5 separate regions of the Mus musculus genome follow, and regions 2, 3, 4 and 5 are each linked to region 1. A link is a contact called in public HiChIP or PLAC-seq data. All regions are on one chromosome and are shown on one strand. Each heading gives the region's core, a stretch centred on a gene start, on an enhancer-like site or on the middle of the called end of the contact. The rest is flanking DNA. Distances are from core to core; before and after follow the strand shown.

Region 1 (2,538 bases), core at 24-2,523:
AATAGACAAATTTAGCTTGAATCAAGTTGCCCATTCTCGACCTTGAAAGCATTTGATTATTAAATATACCTTATTTTTTTAAACATGAACTCGTGGAGGTGCTGTTTTGATAGCTCATTAAATAAATCTAGTGGCTAGAAAGCCGGAAGGTAAATTCTGGGCCGAGGCAGCTGGTAGAAGAAGAAAGAAACAAACAGTATAAATTGGAGTTGCTTGCTGTGAAGGTCTGACTTTTCCATAGCAAAGATGGCTGCCAATCACGTGACTGCCCTTAACCAAGATGGTGGTGAAGCCACAGTTCCTTTTTCCCAAAGTCAAGATGGCGGCCAAGCACATGCTGTTTATTGACTGTGGCCAGCGTGGGTGATTTAAAATGTTCGCTCACCATTACTGTTGAAGTCACCACTGCTGCTGCGGGGGCTGCTCATGAGCAGGAGAAGGGTGGAGGCTGGGTGGGGCTAGGCGGTACCTGGAGCCCTGCGCTCAATGAGGTGAAGGAGTTGAGGGGCAAGAGTGCAGTTGCCAAAATTTGAGACATTGGAAGTTCAGGCCAATTTGGGTAAATTTTGCAGCAGACATACAAGAGGCATCTGCGATCAGTTTTAGACCCAGCATTTCCCAGAGATCCTGAGACTATGGGAACTGGCGACCCATTCAATAGTCTGGGATCTAATGGTTAATATGGAGGCCGTAACCTCAGACCAAACGTCTTTGTATCAAAGATTTCCCCAAACAAACACCTGTTCTTTGCTATCTCTGGTGAGGCCCTGACTCGGCAGGGAAAGCTCCAAGAGCCCTGGACTGGAAAGGAGCACTTGTTGCTTGAGGGCTTCTGGGAGGTAGTTACTCACAGAGGCTGAAGTTGATGTTTCCTGTGGAGAGAAAGAAGCGGTCCCTCCGCGAGGCCAGGGAAGAACCCAGCCATCAGACTGGGCACTCAACCTTTCCCGGGGTTTGGCACTATCTGATAAATTATTTCTCAGCTGGTGAGATGAGCCAATTCAAACCAGATTAGATTATATTAAATGCAGATTTATTGGGAAGTTGCTCTCAGGCAGGCAAATTCACTAACTCCCAAGGAAGGAGGCCAGGGGAAGCCACCATGGGGAGGGAGGGGAGGAGAGGGGGAAGAGACAGAAAGAATGAGTGTAGAGAGGGGATGGGAGAGACCAAAATGTCTGGATTATATAGAGAGGAGCCTCTGGAGGGAAGGGCAACCCAGCCCCAGGGCTTGAAAGCTCGGGAGTAGGATCAGGGTGTGCCAGGTAGGGACTGAGGGATGATGGGAGAACCTGAAGGCCCGATCTGCTTTTGATATGTAAAATATGCACCTCAGCACCTAGTCCCAGGGTCTGAAACCAAACAAGACCTTGCATCATAAAAACCAAACCAAACCAAACCAAACAAACAAGCTAACCAACCAACAAACAAAAACCCCTAAAAGCTATTTTTGTTTTGTTTTGTTTTGGCTTTTCTGACCTACAAGTTATTTAGGGGAGGAGTTGTTTAGTTTCTGAGTCTTGGAAGTCCATTCTGGTATTGCTTCCTACTTAGAGTCTGTTACATCAGAGAACACACTCTAAATGGTTGTATTTCTTCTAAACTGACAGGTTTATTTGAGGCTAGGATGTAGCCTTTAAAACATGTATGAATGTATGTATGTATGTATGTATGTATGTATGTATGTACTTGAAGACCTACACCATACCACACATGGAAGGCAGAAAACAACTTTCAAGGGTTCATTCCTGCCTACTCTGTAGTAGATCAAACCTAGGTACCAGGCTTGGCCACAGACCCCTTTAACCTCCCGCACCATCTTGCTGGTCCAATGTAAGCCTGTGTGTTCTGTGCCCTTGAAAATAGTGTTATTCTGGCTGATACAGAGTTCCATAAATGACAGGGAGATTGCAGCTGGTGGCCAGTTTTGAGTCATGGTCCTTTGAGTTGAGAGAGGGTTTTGCAATCATACATTTATTCATTTCTCTCCCCCCGCCCCCCCGCCCCCCCACCCCTCACCCCCCACCCCCTTTGGATTTTGCTGACACTGTCTCAGGCACTAGACTGTTGCTGTCTTCTTGGTGGGTGAGTCCTGCATTCTGTGTTCTCCCTTGTTGTCTCTGTAATCTGTCATTTTGCTTCTGCATTGCTAAGAGAACCACACCCTTTTGATTACCTTTTGCAGTGTTAGAGTTTGGATGGCAAATGTCTTCTTCAGGCATGTGTGTTTGAACACTTGATTCAAGGAGGAGGAGGAGGAAGGGTAACTGAGGGGAGGCCTCTAGGCTTTATGGTCTAACCTAACCATCTGCTTCTTCTCTGCTTCCTGCTGCAGATGCAGTTTCAGCATCCAGCTTCCTGCTCCTGTAGCCTCTTCAGCTACCACATCTTTCTCACTAGGACAGAATGACGCTCTCAAACTGTTAGACACAATAAACCCTTTCCCATCAACCTGTGTTTACTGGGGTTGTTTGTTTGTTTGTTTGTTTGAATCTAATGGCATGAAAGTATCTTGCAGTCCATACAAACCATGCCTTG
Region 2 (2,538 bases), core at 21-2,520, 250 kb after region 1:
GGAGAGTGAGCCTTCTGCTCCAGCAGCTCCGTGAGGACCAGGATCCGGCTCTCCTCGCTGGAAGCAGAACTGTGCACCAAGAGGCAGAACAGAGAAAGTGGGAACTCACGGGGGCCAGTGGCCCTAGCCTGTGTGCCCTTTCACAAGCATCCACACAAGCTGCGCATGCTCTGTGGGGCACAACTCTTTCTTGGTCAAAAGCATTAAGTGATTTCAAAGCCATCCTTCAGCATGCTGTCAAAGTGCTGGCTCTGCCCCATCTTCTCTCACACCACCTTGAGGGTAGCCCTAAAGCTCTCACCCTTCCTAGACAAAACTACCTACTAAGTGCATCTTGGGCCTGGACGCTGTTCCATATGTTACCCCAGCTCTGACAACGGCCCAAACACCACCTTCAGAGTCACCTGGCCACGACGCGCCTTACTTGCTCTTCGCCCTAATCTCACCCACCAGACCTCTTGCAACAGGTGGGCCCTAAGATCTGACCAACGCCCGGACACAAAACGCTTATCTGGGGCAGCCCTCCTAAATATGCTGGGCTCCGCCAAAGGAGGGCAGTAGCGCCTTGTTGTGCAGCCCTGCGGCCCCGCCTCCGAGTTCTTAAAAACGCCTGGCACTGCATTTACAGAGTAGGCCGCAGAGGAAAGGGCTGATGTGGTTTAGAAAAGACATCCTTGGTGAGACTGCTAGCTCCTCTGCCCCACCCTACTCTGCATCTCAGACCGCGATGCCGGTCTGGGTGCTCGCTTGTCTCTGTAGCACAAGCACTCCGAAGGCGTAGCGCTCCGAGTACCCAAGGAGGTCTGCACAGGGCACACGGACCACACCGGCTTGCTTCCCCAGAGGCTCTCGGAGAGGCCTGCTGTCTGCCGAAAGTCCGGTCGGCCCCAGCCAGGACGTCTCCAGCATCCATGCACAGGCAGCAGAGGCCCGGGTCTTCTGCCCTACAAGACACTCCGAGCCCGCCTCAGGCTGGAGCTCGAGCTCGCGGCCACGCAGCTCCCACTCCCGCTGCGACAACCACAGAGGACCGCAGCGACTTACTCATCCAGGGGCTCCTGCCGCTCCAGATCCTGGATGCCCAGGGCGCCAAGGATGGCGTCCACTAGGGGCTGGTACTCAAAGATGATCCTGCGGAAGCCGTGCAAGAACGGCATGGCGTCGGCCGCGTGTTCCGACACCCACAGGCCACCACCTCCCGATCTACCGGTTCAGACCCCGCGCCGGTGAGCAATCCTCCCAGGCCCCAGTTCCGCACCGGAAGTTATCCTACCACTCCTACTTCCGGTCCGTGCGGGCCTTTGAGGGAGCATGTGAGTCACACTGCCCCCTGCCGCCGGGGAGGACCTCGCGGCGATCATCACTGTCCGGCTCCGCCCCGCACTGAAATTCCCCGCGAGGCCGCTGAAGGGCGTCTGAGCTCCGACGGGGCATGCGGCCCCGCTACTGACTGGCTCCAATCCGAGGTGACACAGGCCCTATTCGGAGCCTGAACACTACTTTCTGCAGCCTACTTGACTTTGGCCACTCTCTAAGGAAAGGCTGCAACCACCTCAGTTTCTCCACTGTGTAGACCAAGTGGCGTAATGAGGATCTTGCACCCCAACTCTTCCCCACAGACGCTGGGGGCAGTTCCTTATTCTCTGTCCCTTGACGCCTAGCCAAACAGGCTGCCCACTTTTCCCACTTTTCACTGGAGGGACTCTGTGAACCTTCATGTCCTGATCTGGAAAATTGGCATAATATCACTTGCCTAGACCCTGAGCAGGAGGAAGCTTTGACATAGCAGAAAGGACTGTACCAGGTAGCGTCCCCCTACGCAAATTTGAGTGGCTGCAACTTTGAGTCCTGCGGCAAGGCCCTGATGACTCTAAAAAGGTCAGTTATGGGGAGGTGTCAATGGTCCTGAGGCTGCACCATCATAGGTGTAGCTCCAATCCCTTATGGGGGCTTGTGTTCTCTCTGCTTGGCACCTGCCATCTGCCATAGAGTTACTGGCTTGGAACAAAATTTCTTCTTTGTTTTAACCAAGAGCCTTCCTGCCTCCACTTCTCAAGTGTTGGGATGCTAGGCTTGGTTCCAGGATAGCCCAGGACACCAAACCCAGTGGCCAAGGATCTTACACAGAATGGGTACACAGCTCCTCTCATGACCTATTTCAGCTCTATGGGACTCTGCACCCAACAGAGTAAACACCAGGTTGGTCATTGTTTATTGGGTTGTTAAGGGAATAATGGGGAAAAAATCTGTACAGGGGCTGGAGAGATGGCTCAGCAATTAGGAATACTGGCTGCTCTTGCAAAGGACCTAGGTTCTGTTCTTAGCCTGCCAGGACTACATAGTGAGGCTCTATCTCCAAGAGGGGGGAGGAGTCGGGTGGAGGGTGGCAGGTTACTGGAGAGATCTTGATCAGCCCAGGTTCAGCTCCCAACACCCTCATAGTGGCTCACAGCCACCCATAACTCTAGGCCAAGGGGATCTGGTGCCCTCTTCTGGACGCTGTGGGCACAGGCACAAAAGTGATGCACATATGGCCAT
Region 3 (2,538 bases), core at 18-2,517, 230 kb after region 1:
TAAGGCAAAAATACTTATTATGATAACCTTCATTGCCTGCAAGCCCCACTAGACTCTAGCCTAAACTCGCAAATCCCACAAATTTAACCCTCAGAGTATTGTAGCTGAATCATTACATCCACCAGTTAGAAGAGGCAACTTAGAACTCCGAGGCGGTTAGAGGGGGTTTGCATGCAGCAAGCTCATCTTTCCTTCAAGACCCGGTGCAGATTGTCTGAGTGGATAGGGAAGGGCGGTCCTCAGGAGGGCAAACTTCTAGATTTCTGCTTTATTTGGCCTGGCAATCCTTACCTCTGTCAAAGCCTTTCTTTCCTGTTCTCTTTCCTGGGTTGATATATTATTTTAATATACTAGTGGGCATGGGTGGATTTGAGCAACAATGGCTTTTAATCCTCCTCCCCCCCCCCCCCCGACAGGGTTTCTCTGTATAGCCCTGGCTGTCCTGGAACTCACTTTGTAGACCAGGTTGGCCTCGAAATCCGCCTGCCTCTGCCTCCCGAGTGCTGAGATTAAAGGCGTGCGCCAACAACGCCCGGCTTAATTCTCCTTTTAGGGTGGAAAACTCTCATGATGTTGGTTTTTAAGAATCCAGCCTTGTGGCGCATGGAGGCGCGTGCCTGTAACCCCAGCAACCACGTCGATGATGCAGAAGGATCCTGAAGTTTACGGCCAGAACTCAGTTGGACTCTTGTCTTAAAAGAGCTACACCCTCAAGTGTGTGAGATATCAGCTGTGGATCCTTCATCATGAAGTCCCTGCGCGTAGGCAAAAAACTGGGTTAGGATCCCGAAGGAAAAGGCGATCTGGCCGAAGAATAGGGCGATCAAACCTTGGAGTGCGGCGATCTGGCCAGGGGGCGGGGTGAACTGGCCTCGGGGACAAGCGAGGTAGCGATGGGGAGGGGCGAATTGGCCGTGGGGCGGAACTAGCTGGTCTTGTGTTTGGGCGAGCTGGGCGTGGGGAGGGGCGAGTTAGTCGCGCGGAGAGAAGTTCTGGGCGTGTCGAGTGAGCAGGCCGTGGAGCGGGGTTGGCTGTGGGGGCGTGGAGAGGTGTGAGCAGGCCCTGGAGAGGGCGGAGTTGGCTGTGGGGGAGGGACGATCTGGACGTGAGCTGCCTGTGGGACGCGGCGATCTGGCCCTGGGGAGGGGCTATCTGTCTGTGGAGAGGGATGAGCTAGTCTTGGGGCGGAGTGAACTGGCCTCGGGGCGGAGCGATCTTGAGTCCAGCCCCCTCCAGGCTCGGGGAAGTGACGTGTGCGGACAAAGGCAGAGGCCGCGAGGTGTCTGGTCCGGTAGAGTGGTGGCGGCTGCTGTGGGCTACGGTCTTTGCCAGCCTCCTTCTCAACCCGTCCTTTTCTCTCGGGTCCCTGGAGCCCCGACCCAGGTAAGTATCGCGAGGGACGCGGCCAGGGAGGAGGGAGGTGCTCACCCCAACTGCCTGAAGCGGTGAGGCCCCGTCGTCAAGTGACCTGGGCCTGGCCCTGGCCCACGTGCACGTCCCATGGAGGTTCACCGATCAGACCTGGGCAGGGACTCTGGTGACCACGGATTGGGTTGGAGGAAGCCACGTTGGTGGAGGCTGGCAAGACGTATCTTCACTCGCGCCCGTACATCACTTTCCAGTCCTCAGTTTCCCCTCTGAGATAAGGAAAGCAGCCACTGCAAGGTTGGTGTGTGGAATCGGCGCCGTGCTTGGCTCAAGTCCTCGCAGTTAAGTGCTTGGTTGCACGGGTTGCCATCACGTTTAACTGCCTCCAGCTCTGGCCAACATCGTTACTGTCATGAGCCCTTGAGGCCAAGGTCAGCCTCTCTTCTGCAAGGCTGCCTGCCATCTTTTCCAGATGCTCCAGGCTTTGCTGCTCCACCAACTGTGTGATCATTTTGGTCTTTAATCCTTTTGATAAGGGCCTAGGACAGGTGCTGTAACTGATGACAATGATGTATGGGGTGGGGCACTCAGTGACTGGGGTCTAAGTGAGAAGCCTAAATCCTCTCCTAACTTTTGGTCCTTTCCCAAGTGCTGTTTTAAGGCACATCGTTTCCTTAAGCTGGCTTTCCTGTGTGTGTGCTTGTGTGTGTGTTGGGGGGAGGGGGGATGCTTTCCTGAAGGCCAGAGCCACATAATCAAAAGGTCAGAGTCTGCAGGTGTGTGGTTCTGGGTGTACCCGGAGCTTGTGTTTGCATCTTCTGGACTGACCAAAGGCCACATGATCTCATAGGTGGGCTCCAGCTTTACCAGGGTCTGTGTGATTTGGAGGTTTTAACACGTTTTCCTTACTTGATCTTTTTAACTATGTTTGAACTAGGCAGAGGTGGCACACGCCTCTAATCCCAGCATCCAGGAGGCAGAGGCAGGTGGATCTCTGGGTTTGAGGCCAACCTGGTCTACAGAATGAGTTCTAGGACAGTCAAGGCTACACAGAGAAACCCTATTTCAAAAACCAGACAGAAAGACAGAGAGAAAAATTGTGTTTTAAGATTTTTTTTAAAGATTTATTTATTGCCGGGCAGTGGTGCTGCACACCTTTAATCCCAGCAC
Region 4 (2,538 bases), core at 11-2,510, 200 kb after region 1:
TCCCTCTTCCTTCCCATCCCTCCTCCCTCCCATCCCTCCTCCCTCCCATCCCTCCTTCCTCCCATCCCTCCTCCCTTCCATCCCTCCTCCCTCTCCTTCCTCCTCCCTTCCATATCTCCTCCGTCCTATCTCCCATCCCTCTTCCCTCCTCCGTTCCACCCCTCCTCCCTTCCATCCCTCCCCCTTTGAAGGTTCTCCTGCTGGCTCCACACATACTCACATGCACAGACCCCACCCCTACCTCCTCACCCCCTCCAGGCAGGCCCTCTAAGTACTCTCTACAGATTCTCTTAAGGCCTACAGCAAACCAGATGCAGCATGCCCTTGGAGAGACCATGTCCTCCATCTTCATCAACATCACAGCAGGGTGAAGGTGACAGCTACCTGCCTATGCTGAGCCTGATGCCATGAGCCATGGGAGCGTCTCCCCTGCCCCTGCATCAGGGCCAGCATGATCTCTAGTTTATACATGAGGATCCAGGGCACAGAGAGGTAGGAGCTCTGCCTAAGGACACACAGTAGTTAAGTGTAGACTGGATTCCTCCTAGGCCTTAGGACAGGCTCCCCCCCCCCCAACCCCCAGAAGCAAAACTCATGGAAGAGGTATGAGTCTCAAGTGATACAGCCAACACAGGCCCTTCCCTGAGGGCAGGTAGTAGGCTAGCACCATTGAGAAGATAGAACATCAAGATTGGCTTGTGGGGCATTTTCTTAGTGATTGGTGTCATAGGCCCAGCACACTGTGGGTGGTGCGACCCCTGAGCTGTAAGAAACAGACTGAGCAAGAGATGAGGAACAAGCCAGCAGGCAGCACTCCTCCATGGCCTCTGCGTTGGTTTCTGGCTCGAGTTCCTGCCCTGGCTTCCCTCAGGGATGGAGTGTGATTAATAATAGACCTGTCCCTCCCCAGGTGCCTTTTGGTCATGGTGTTTATCATAGGAATCGAAAGCTAACTAGGGTAACCTCAAAGATCTCTGCCCTGGAGAGAGAAGATGCTGAACACAGTACCCGGTGGAGCCAAGAACAAGGCAGAATAGATATGGAGGCCTCACGGGGGTTGGGTGGGGTACAGTAGGTGAGGCTGGCTAACTTTGATGGTCTGGATGTATGAGATGCCAGGCTAAGGCTATGTGACCCCTGGGAGAGAAGCTAGGGATGAGTGACCTTTGAGCAGGCAGGTCTTGGAACGGACAGGGAGCTGGGGCATGCACTTCAGGAAGAGATGGAGAAGGCTCCAACTGTGCTGTGTTAAGCCTTGAGGCCACACTAAGAACTGCCTTTGTATGGGAGGTGCGGCACCTGCCTGAGTATGCAAAGGAAGTAGGTTCACTTCTAGCATCACAAAAAAGCAAAGAGAAACCGGACTGCTTGACTCTGTCCAGCACAGGGTTGTATTCAAAGTCCCTCTCTAGTGACCAGGAGCTGGAAGACCAAGAGAGAAGGCACAGGCAAAGGGAGAAAGTCGGACCCCAGGCCTCAGGGAGGTTAAAACTCAAGAGAGGGGACTGTCCGAGAGCGTGTGGCAGAGACTACAAAGGCACCAGTTCTGAGCTAAGGGACTCAATGACAGAGATGCCTGCTAAGGAAACTGAGGCCCAGAGTGGAGGATTGGAACCCCTGGATACTTACAGCAAGCCTACATTGACCACCTAGTGCCTAGAGACCTAGAGAAGAACACATGGCTCCATCCTAGTCTATATCAGGGACATTCAGGGACATTCTGCAGGGTCCTGAATGTGGGAAGGAGGAAAGAAAAGCTTGTCCACCACCTCCGCTCAGAGTCTTGTCTGAGACAGGGTCTCCCTAGGTAGCTCGCGCTGGCCTGGAACCCGCTCTGTAAACCAAGCCTGTCTCAATTTCACAGAGATGGGAAGCGCTGAGATAAAAGGCAAGCAGAGACTTGAACTCTCTATGCAGCCAAGGATAACCTTGAACTTCAACTCTCCTGCCTCCAATTCCCTAGTGCTGGAATCGCAGGTGCTTGTTACCACGATGGGTTCATGAGATGCCCGAAAAGCTGCTCAGGGCTTTGTGCACTCGACAAACACTCCACCAATGAGCTACAGCCCAGCCACTGTGTCAAGGCTGGAGGAAGCCCGTTCTAACCTACACCGCTGTAGCAAGTCCAGTGTAGCCCAGGATTAAGGTCAGAGAGGTGGAGTGAATGTCTCAAAGCAACACAGTAGGAGGTGTCTCGTGCTCAGCCAGCGGGAGGAGGGCAGCCCTTTCCCTGACCTCTGCCTGGCCTGAGGCAAGACCCAGGCAAAAGTTGGGGGATGGGGATGTTGGACAGAATGGCTGTTCAGCGGTGTGCACTGGTCCCCTGGAGACACTGGGAGATCTCAGCCCCTCCTCCTATTCTGTGGAGAGGCCCAGGCTGTGCAGGTGGGGGTCACAGAGAGGTCATGGAGGCAAGAGCCAGTGTATGCCTAGCCTGCAGGCTTGTGCACAATCTCTCTCTCTCTCTCTCTCTCTCTCTCTCTCTCTCTCTCTCTCTCTCTCTCTCTCTCTCTCCCTCCTGTCCCTCTTATCTCCTGA
Region 5 (2,538 bases), core at 28-2,527, 180 kb after region 1:
CGAGGTTTCCCTCTGACCTCCACACACCCTGTGGCATGTGAGGGCCTGCACTCATACACACAAACACTATGTTCCCTTCCACTATGTAGCAAGTTTAAAGCAGTCTAGGATCCATGAGTTTCTGTCCCAAAATAACCAACAAACTTGACCGCAAAGCTAATGGTAGGGGAGCCAGCTAGAGGGAGAGACCTTTGGGGAATGTCCTAGAAGGGGCAGCCTTACCTTGGATCCCACAAACCTGATTCTTAGCTTGAAGGCCAAGCCTAGGTGTGTCCCTGCCCCCAGACATTCAGTCTCAAGTTCCCATTGCCTAAGGCAGTGGTCCCCTGCGTTGAGACTTGTATTTGTGAAGCAGATGGAGGTTGAGCAGGCGTAAAGTTCAAGGCTGGTCCTGTCCCAACCCCTACTAGTTCAGAGGGCTCTTGTGAGCTGGGACTTGAACCCAGAGTCTTGGTTTTTTTGTTTTGTAGTTAATATTTATTTGCTTTCTGATCTGTGTATCAGGTCTATGGCTGGTATCTGAGAAGATCAGAAGAGACTGTCAGATGCCCTGGAACTGGAATTGCAGATCCTGTGAGCCACTGTGTGGGTGCTGGGAATTGAATGTGGAATCCATGGTCTTGTGTCCATTAATTATGTCTTTACTTCAGCACTACTACACTGAGTCCCTGCCTCGCTGACCCAGAACACAGCACCGTTAGCCAGCCATTGCCAGGAGACAAGAAGAGTCTGAATCTCCCGTGTTCCCCCTCTCCTTGGACTGCACTTAGTGCATACTGGGTAAGCTTGGTTTCCAGGCCCTGGGGGGTTTGGAGAGAGACTGTACTCCTAGTCCAGCAGGGTTCCCCAAGTATACATGCACACATACATGTTTGCTTGGCCACTTGTCGGGGAAGCACAGGGAAAGGACAGGACAGCACACGCCGAGTACTACCAATGCTAGAGATGGGAAGGGTAGAAGTAGGAGGATCAGAAGTTCAAGGTCACCTTCACAATGATCAAGTTGGAGGCCAGCCTGGGCTACATGAGATGCCATCTCAAAAAGTAAAGCATGGTTTGGGCTGTGCAGGAAAAAAATCAGTCCAACCCACCCCCTTCCTGCAAATTCCTGACCAGGTTTGGCTAGGCAGAGATCAGATCCACAGCAGTAGCAGCAGTTTCAGACTCTGGGGGTCAGGGGAATCCCAGACGGTGTTATCTGCAAAGTGGTGTGTGTCTCCTCCAGAAGCCTAAGCAAGCATTGGCCGTTGTCCGGTAGGGGGTGGGAATTGGACCGGAGCCAGAAGCAGGAACCAGACTTTCCGCTGGGCAGGGCTCCGCAGCTGGGCTGTAACTAGAGTCTCCTGGGTTTCTCAGGGGCAGGACCCCCTCAGGTCTGGAATGCAGCCTGGGCCCAGGGAAGGCTAACAAATGGTGAAGGCTTTGAAATCTCAGCTCCGCCCTCTCTCGGGGTTGAACAAACAGCCCCTCCTCCCACCTCTGTTGGAAGCGCCCAACCCTAGGCTGCCACTCAAGTTTCTCCTCGTCCTCAGGCTGGGGTTACAGCTGCCCCATTCTGCGGGCCTCTGTGGTCCCAGGACTGTGGGGAGAGAGAAGCAGAAAGACTCAGGTCCCCTCTCCCTGCCTTCTCGGGGTTCTGACCCGAGCTAGATTCTAACCCTGGCTCACTAGGAAGGGCCAGATTCAGCAGGGAGAAACGGGAGAAGTGGCAGGAGCTCCCTCACCCCCATAAGGAATGTCCAGCGTAGAATTCTATTCTCAAGCGCCAGGAGCTGGACTGGCCAGAGAACGTTTGTTTGCATTTCAGCAAAAACCTCCTTTGTCTAATGTTGTCTAGCAGTTCCCAGGAGTTGAGGTGGAGGGAGGAAGGTGTGGCCCTGAAACTAAGGTGCCACACCCCACACCCACCACACCGTGTAGAAAGCACTGGGGGCTCAGGCTTCATCAGCTTCTTATACGCAGGGTTCCAGCTGAAGAGCTTTTCCCAGAGACCTTGATTCTGAGAGAGGTGCGCACACAAGGCCTGCCCCAGCTCCAAGGTCAGGGAATTGAACCCTAGAGTGTTCTTTAAAAGTGCCCTGCCCACTTTCCAAGGAAGCCCTTTCTTCATTCCTAAACCCACCTTGGAGTCCCGCTCTCAAAGAGCCCTTGCTTGCCTAGATTCAGTCCATAACTCTGTAGTCTCCTGCCCGTGTGCTCCCAAGACCTCACCTCATTCCAACCCTTTCTCTTCATCTCCACCCCATCCTCAGCGACATGGGTGCCAGGACAAGCCTCCAGCTCTCCCTAGCTCTCTTAGTCCTTCCTGGGCTCCCAGCCCACACTTCATGGCTTGCCTCTTTGGCCCCTTCTGAACAACCATGTTCACAAACATGGTGCAGGAGCAGACTACTGGAGGTTCAGGGAGACCGGTGACACTGGAGACCAACCCTGATGTGGATGGAGGCTGGCTTGCTGCCACCAACCCTAGAGGGACAGAGTGTGCCATGGGCAATGGGCTGAGCGAGTTGGGGTAGGGTCTGCAGGTCTTTGCCACCT

Evidence for each region. HiChIP or PLAC-seq counts read pairs in DNA pulled down with a chosen protein or histone mark.
Region 2: a contact with region 1 is called in an H3K4me3 HiChIP or PLAC-seq map of embryonic stem cells, with 13 read pairs. The contact joins the promoter of Asb6 here to the enhancer-like site in region 1. A contact is called at or near these places in 5 of 39 promoter capture datasets (cranial neural crest, liver, maxillary cranial neural crest and 2 more), 1 of 15 datasets of contacts at CTCF or cohesin (large pre-B cells), 1 of 484 Hi-C or Micro-C datasets (bone marrow-derived macrophages), 11 of 115 datasets of contacts at active chromatin or transcription factors (the SCID.adh cell line, bone marrow-derived macrophages, embryonic basal ganglia and 6 more) and 4 of 9 other capture datasets (adipose tissue, embryonic stem cells, liver and 1 more).
Region 3: an H3K27ac HiChIP or PLAC-seq map of embryonic stem cells shows a contact between it and region 1, with 10 read pairs. The contact joins the promoter of Ntmt1 here to the enhancer-like site in region 1. A contact is called at or near these places in 9 of 39 promoter capture datasets (the C10 cell line, the HPC-7 cell line, cranial neural crest and 5 more), 2 of 15 datasets of contacts at CTCF or cohesin (embryonic stem cells and pro-B cells), 11 of 484 Hi-C or Micro-C datasets (the AML12 cell line, the G1E-ER4 cell line, bone marrow-derived macrophages and 6 more), 18 of 115 datasets of contacts at active chromatin or transcription factors (the 230-238 cell line, Th17 cells, a beta-TC-6 cell line and 11 more) and 4 of 9 other capture datasets (adipose tissue, embryonic stem cells, liver and 1 more).
Region 4: a contact with region 1 is called in an H3K27ac HiChIP or PLAC-seq map of embryonic stem cells, with 13 read pairs. The contact joins two enhancer-like sites. A contact is called at or near these places in 6 of 39 promoter capture datasets (the C10 cell line, the HPC-7 cell line, cranial neural crest and 3 more), 2 of 15 datasets of contacts at CTCF or cohesin (embryonic stem cells and pro-B cells), 18 of 484 Hi-C or Micro-C datasets (the AML12 cell line, B cells, the G1E-ER4 cell line and 12 more), 16 of 115 datasets of contacts at active chromatin or transcription factors (the 230-238 cell line, T-cell acute lymphoblastic leukemia, Th17 cells and 9 more) and 3 of 9 other capture datasets (adipose tissue, embryonic stem cells and liver).
Region 5: a contact with region 1 is called in an H3K27ac HiChIP or PLAC-seq map of embryonic stem cells, with 18 read pairs. The contact joins two enhancer-like sites. A contact is called at or near these places in 1 of 15 datasets of contacts at CTCF or cohesin (large pre-B cells), 3 of 484 Hi-C or Micro-C datasets (bone marrow-derived macrophages, embryonic retina and embryonic stem cells) and 7 of 115 datasets of contacts at active chromatin or transcription factors (embryonic basal ganglia, embryonic stem cells and stem cell-derived neural progenitor cells).

Annotation. Positions count from the first base shown.
Region 1 is chr2:30,576,943-30,579,480 of GRCm38.p6, forward strand. No RefSeq gene overlaps it. Among named protein-coding and RNA genes, the nearest start is that of Cstad, 17 kb to the right of the region's middle. Within about 2 kb of position 1,274, at least 9 of the 459 cell types and tissues checked have an H3K27ac peak or open chromatin away from gene starts, as enhancers often do. A contact at or near this core is called in the SCID.adh cell line and embryonic stem cells, where this site is marked.
Region 2 is chr2:30,827,030-30,829,567 of GRCm38.p6, forward strand. Asb6 (ankyrin repeat and SOCS box-containing 6) reads right to left here and starts at 1,271. Exons shown (of 6, transcript NM_133346.2): 1 at 1,045-1,271; 2 at 1-69. The coding sequence starts at 1,157.
Region 3 is chr2:30,806,701-30,809,238 of GRCm38.p6, forward strand. Ntmt1 (N-terminal Xaa-Pro-Lys N-methyltransferase 1) reads left to right here and starts at 1,268. Exons shown (of 4, transcript NM_170592.3): 1 at 1,268-1,383.
Region 4 is chr2:30,777,186-30,779,723 of GRCm38.p6, forward strand. All of the region lies in intron 3 of Gm39783 (a long non-coding RNA gene), which reads left to right. Among named protein-coding and RNA genes, the nearest start is that of Gm39783, 6.9 kb to the left of the region's middle. Within about 2 kb of position 1,261, at least 26 of the 459 cell types and tissues checked have an H3K27ac peak or open chromatin away from gene starts, as enhancers often do. A contact at or near this core is called in embryonic stem cells, where this site is marked.
Region 5 is chr2:30,757,209-30,759,746 of GRCm38.p6, forward strand. No RefSeq gene overlaps it. Among named protein-coding and RNA genes, the nearest start is that of Gm39783, 13 kb to the right of the region's middle. Within about 2 kb of position 1,278, at least 173 of the 459 cell types and tissues checked have an H3K27ac peak or open chromatin away from gene starts, as enhancers often do. A contact at or near this core is called in embryonic stem cells, where this site is marked.